2 separate regions of the Zea mays genome follow, and region 2 is linked to region 1. Evidence: chromatin contacts called from public Hi-C data. All regions are on one chromosome and are shown on one strand. Each heading gives the region's core, a stretch centred on a gene start, on an enhancer-like site or on the middle of the called end of the contact. The rest is flanking DNA. Distances are from core to core; before and after follow the strand shown. Region 1 holds the start of LOC100381559 (putative calcium-dependent protein kinase family protein). Region 2 holds the start of LOC109944846 (filament-like plant protein 3).

Region 1 (2,816 bases), core at 105-2,604:
CAAAAATAATAGAGTGCTACTGGGGATATAAAGAATGAAATGACAAATATTGGGAGATGGAGCAATGCATCTCCACACGTTTATGGGGATAAGAGATGATATTGGGAAGCTGTTGGAGGCACAAAATTTCAGACCAAATAGCATTGCATATATACGCACCGGGCTTGTAGAACACGGAAAGCCCAAAATCAGTGGCCTTGAGCGGGGCATCCTCAGGGGTGCTCGCGAAGAGGAAGTTCTCCGGTTTCAGGTCCCGGTGCATGACGCCAAGCGAGTGGCACCCCTGCACCACCCCGACAATCGTCTTGATGAGCTGCGCGGCGGCGCGCTCGGTGTAGTGGCCCTTGGCGACGATGCGGTCGAAGAGCTCGCCGCCGGCGCAGAGCTCCATGACGAGGTGGACGAAGAGCGCGTCCTCGTACGCGCCGCGGATGCGGACGACGTTGGGGTGCTCGGAGAGGTGGTGCATGATCTGGATCTCGCGCCACACGTCCTCGTAGTCCTCGCGGCACAGCAGCTTGCGCTTGGGGATGGACTTGCACGCGTACTCGCCGCCGTCCGCCTTGCCCACGCACTGGTACGTGGTGCCGAACTGCCCCTGCCCCAGCTTCTTCCCGATGCGGTAGTGGTCGCGCACGTTGTCCGTCTTGTGCGGCAGCACCGACGCCGGCCGCCCAGCCGACCCCGCCGTCACCGGCGGCGGCAGCCGCGGGTGCGCATTGGCGCCGCCCGCCTTCCCCCTGCCCGGGCCTTGCGGGTCCGGCTGCATTGCCTTCGGCAGCGGCGGTCCCTCGCCGGATCAAGAACCGTAACCGAACGGACGCCCTGCCTTTGCTCGGCAAAACGTAGCCAGGCTCGACAACCGGTCAGAAATGGAAACCTTTTCCAACTATGGGGGGGCGATTCTAGGTTTCTTTCTGGAGGAATTTACACCGATTGAAACCGAACAACTGAAAAGATTGGATCTCAGCCCGGGAACCCTCGCCTATGGGGAATCTGGGAAATGGCTGACGAAATGGGCGCGACAAAGGAGCTTTAGCGGAGGTTTATGGGCCTACGCGTGCCGAGGAACGGAGAAGAGACGCCAACGGCAAGGCGAACACGCTAAGCAACGGGATTGCTCTGTTTTCCTGCACCCTTTTGGATTGATTGATCGATTCTTGCGGGGATTTAAATAGAGGTCACATGCGAAGGTTGGATTTTTCCTCCATGTGAGGGTGGAAATCTAATCTGCCAGGCTTGGTGATTGCTCTGGGCTTGGATTGGGTCTGCAAATGAGAACGGATCGCTAGGGCATGTGGGGAGGAAGGCACGTCGGTGGTTATCGTCTTCGCCTCCTTGGTTAGTGGCGGAGGAGAGGGGGAGACAGGAGGAAGACGACGTGGTCGGAAACTTCCCTTTCTAGTTGTTTTATTATAATTTAATTTGTTTTCCTCCCTTTATTATCCAAGTATCTCTTGCCACTCACTTACTGGATCTGTTTAATCAAATATATACAGTTATACACTCCTACTTTTGGATGTCAATATTAGAAGATATAGAATTGAATTGGATTCAATATTAAATCAGTCATGATATTAAAATGAGATGTAATTTTAATTCTATTATTTGAATATCACTGAATTGTAATTTGGAATTGTGTGGTTCAATTCCACGCAATGGAGTGATGCTCTCTGCATTGGGAGAGAGAGTTTTAATTATAGTCCAATTCCAGAGAATTAGATCTTCGATTCCAAATCTCAATTTCATATGTAACCAAACAATAGAATTCTGGAAAGTGGATTCTAATTCCAAATTCCGTACACTAATATCTACATCCAAACAAGATATTATGGTTTTGTAGGTTTTTTATTATCCTTTCGGTCTAAAAGTCTTTCCAAATACGAAGGTATTATCTACCTCACTAGTTTAATTAGGACATTAATGTTCTTACCCCTGCTTTAATACTAATTCTGATTTTACTCTTGTATTTTTTGTGATTTTACCTTGAATTTTTTAAATTTGTAGCCACTGTTTTCACCAGTTTCACACTCAGTTGAGTTAGGTAAAAGCAAATAAGTTGTTAAAAAATAAAATATTATACTAACCCCTGGTTTTATTCTAACTCTCCTAATTTGCATCGATGGTTAATTAAGGGGGTGTTTGGTTTCTAGGGACTAATGTTTAGTCCCTTCATTTTATTCTTTTTTAGTGTATAAATCGCTAAATATAGAAACTAAAATAAAGTTTTAGTTTCTATATTTGGTAATTTTGGAACTAAAATGGAATAAAATCTAGGGACTAAACATTAGTCCCTAGAAACCAAACACCCCCTAAGCATGTGTAACTTGTTAAAGTTTGCTTATATTTGAAATAATTGTAAATTGATTTCATCTCGAGTCAACTCCCGTCCAATGTCAATCCCTAGACGCTGAAGGAGCTCTTTTGTTTGTCCAAATGTGTAAAATAGATGTTATTAAAATCATATAGAACTAAAAACAAGTAGGGCAAATTTACATATACAAGGTAGGAGTAGTTTTTAAGCAGAACAAGTGCAACCTCTCCGTTTTGATACGCCGGTAGAAAAATGACAACTAGGCTTTAAAATAAAGGTAAGAACATAAGAGCCACATTTTAACCTGATCGCAGTGCCTTGGAAAACTAATATTGGCACGCCATAGGAAAATTTCAAATCTATGTATCTTCAAATAATCTGTTTATAAAGCTAAGGTGAGATATTGGCACTCTAATCTAGTTCTAGTGTGAACTGGGTACGAACTTTAATAAATGATCGCGGAGATCGATCAACTAATTCCCTTCATCAGCTTATCTAATTC
Region 2 (2,816 bases), core at 112-2,611, 400 kb before region 1:
CAGTATACAATTATAACTTGATGAAAAAAATATATATATGATAACAAATTGTGAAAGATGCTTATGGTCCAAACTCCAAAGGCAGAGAACAGCTGATATTTCTGTGTCAGACTATTGTGTCAACTGAAACTAACACGCTGATACAGCATAAGCATCCAGATTCCTTGGTCCTGGTAGAATGAGGCCATACAAAATACAACATAAGCATCCAGATGCTTATGTTTGGTTCACTAACTTGCCATACTTTAACTAACTTAGCACGAACCAAACAGAACCGAATTCTTTTAAAAGTACGCCCCTGTCGCGTCAGAGCTACAGTGTCAACGAAAAGTACTCGCGAAGAGCGCCCAAGTACAATTCTCAACCTCTGTTCGAATTACTAGAAGAAGAAAATAATAAAAAAAACATAGTAACAAACTCGTGGCCACCGACGACTCCCCGTTCCCCAGTTGAAGAGGGAGGGAGGGAGCAGAGAAACGAAAATCCATCGGCGGCGAACATGGAGGGGAGGCGCGAGCGAAGACAGACGGGGCGGACCTATTAAGCGCATGGCGCAGTCTGGGAGCAACCACCTAAACCCCGCGAGAGGAATCCGCCGCCGCCAATGGCGTCACAAGAGTATGGCGAGGCAGCAAGAAGCAAGGACGACTAGCGGGGAGGGGGAGAAGCATTTCCTTGATAGATACTACATACCTGGGAGTGGGCGGGATTGAACGAGTGCACGGAGAATGCCGGGCATCACAAGAGCGAACGCACAAGGACAATGGAGTTCTCTCTCTCTCTCTCCTCTGAGTGAAAGAACTCGACTCCATCAGCTCACAGGGTCTCTCTCATCTACCTCCCTAACTCCGCTTTTGGTCAGTAGGACAGCGGGGCACAGGTGGGATCGGAAAAGCGGCAACGCCCGGTGCCCGGCCAGCTCACTGCTCACTGGACGGCAGAGCAGAGAGAGAGAGAGAGAGAGAGGAGAACGGAAGGGGAGGAGAGCGCAAGGAACAAGCGAAGGCGGACAAGAACACGAGCCTGGGGGGATAAAAAGGCAGGCGAAAGGGCACCACCGCACCGGCACCGCGCCCCACCTCACGTTCACGTCCTCGAATGCTCCCGGGCCTCGAGGCGACTGGGGTGGCGAGGCGATGCGCGCGTGCGACGGGCCGATGGTGCAGTGCATCGGAGCGAGCGATAAATGCGAGGATCCAAAGCCGTCGGACCCGAAATCAGCAAGAAAAAAAAATGAGAGAGAGACAGGAAATGGAGTAGCAGTAGTACTGGTACTGGACTACTGGTACTGGTGGTACTACTATTATCGGCAGCAGTACACGGTCGGAATACGAGGCAGCGCCATTGGCGTCTCCCTCTCCCTCCCAGTCCCGCCCGGGGTCGCTCAAATCGAATCGACAAGCAAAGCAAACCAGCAGGCCACCTGCTGCGCTTTTCCTCTTGGTCCCCCCGTAGCAGACTGGTGGCGGTGGTGGCGTTCTGTTCTGTTCTGCTCGGAATAGGATGAGCAAATAGTACAGTGCATTGTTGGGTGAAGTAGTAGTTCATTTACTAACTAGTACTACCACTGCTACATTACTAGTCGTGAAAGAATCGCCTGATTGCGAGATCGTCCGCAGCGACGGGTTACGAGGTCAGACCAGGTACGCGGGATTCCTGTCCAATTTTTGTTCTGTTTATCTTTAAGACGTGTATATAAAAAAAAGGTGAGCGTTGAGAGTTGAGTGCAGGCAGCTCTGGGCTGTTTTCGTGCACCTGACGACGCCCCTGTTTGTTTCAGCTTTTTGCAGCTTCTGGCCACCAAAAGCTGCTGCGGACTGCCAAACGCGTCAGCTTTTCAGTCAGCTTCTATAAAATTCGTTTAGGTAAAAACTATTCAAAATCAACATAAACATATAATCGGTTGAGTTGTTGCAATAGTAGGAATCCGTCACTTTCTAGATCCTGAGCCTTATGAACATCTTTATCTCCTCCGCACGTAATCCTAATAATACTCAGATTCTTCCCACAGCCAGATTCTCCTCACAGTCAGATTCTCAGAAAAGCTGGTCAGAAAAAAGCTGAACCAAACACGGTTGCCGACTTGCCGTCCGCTTGTCAGTCCCCGACCCCACACCACCAGCGACCTTTTCCCTCCGCCCTTGGGGAGTGAGCCGAGGAACCGTCGGCGGCCACGTGCCAAGCACAGCCTGCAGAGGGCCGCATGGGTACGCCACGCAACGGCAACGGCAACGGCAACGGAACGCCGTCCAGTATAAGTAGAGCCGTAGAGGCATCGTTTCTTTGTCCTGTTACTTTTATTTTATTGGAGAAGCCAGCAGAGGCACCACTTCCTAGGATGAATGAATGAGTGAATGAATGAATGAACTGACGCAATCGTAAACCTTTGTGAGGCAGAGCTGAACTGTACGTACAAGGATGAGGACGTGTGTAGCACCCTAAATCTAAGGAAAAAAGTCCCCTAATCTAAATACTAGTAAGTATGCTCTAAAGAACTGAAACAGTTGGTTGACAGTCTAGGCCCATGCATGTATACTGTTGCTGCTGTGCTCCGCTCCTGCATGTGTATTACTACTGTCTAAAATCATCAACAAAAAAACAATGTCGGCAGCAGCGTTGTGGTGGCTGCGAAAACCAGCTGCAGGGAGCAGGAAAACAGAGCCATCTCCCATCATCTCTAAACACACGTACAGATTGATTGAGATGGATACGAGTAAAAATCATTTGCGTGCGTGCCTAGACGACGCCGATTACTGCGTGTACCCGATCGATCTCGGTGTAGAGTATCCTAGACGAGACGAGGGACCATTATTACA

What was found. A called contact is a pair of places that touch in the nucleus more often than the background predicts.
Region 2: a contact with region 1 is called in a Hi-C map of tassel, with 4 times the contacts expected there. The contact joins the promoter of LOC109944846 here to the promoter of LOC100381559 in region 1. A contact is called at or near these places in 5 of 25 Hi-C or Micro-C datasets (bundle sheath, ear, endosperm and 2 more).

The regions. Positions count from the first base shown.
Region 1 is chr3:142,512,378-142,515,193 of Zm-B73-REFERENCE-NAM-5.0, reverse strand. It overlaps LOC100381559 (putative calcium-dependent protein kinase family protein), which reads right to left and starts at 1,354. Exons shown (of 7, transcript NM_001174384.1): 1 at 160-1,354. The coding sequence starts at 769.
Region 2 is chr3:142,914,629-142,917,444 of Zm-B73-REFERENCE-NAM-5.0, reverse strand. LOC109944846 (filament-like plant protein 3) reads right to left here and starts at 1,361. Exons shown (of 5, transcript XM_020550321.2): 1 at 694-1,361.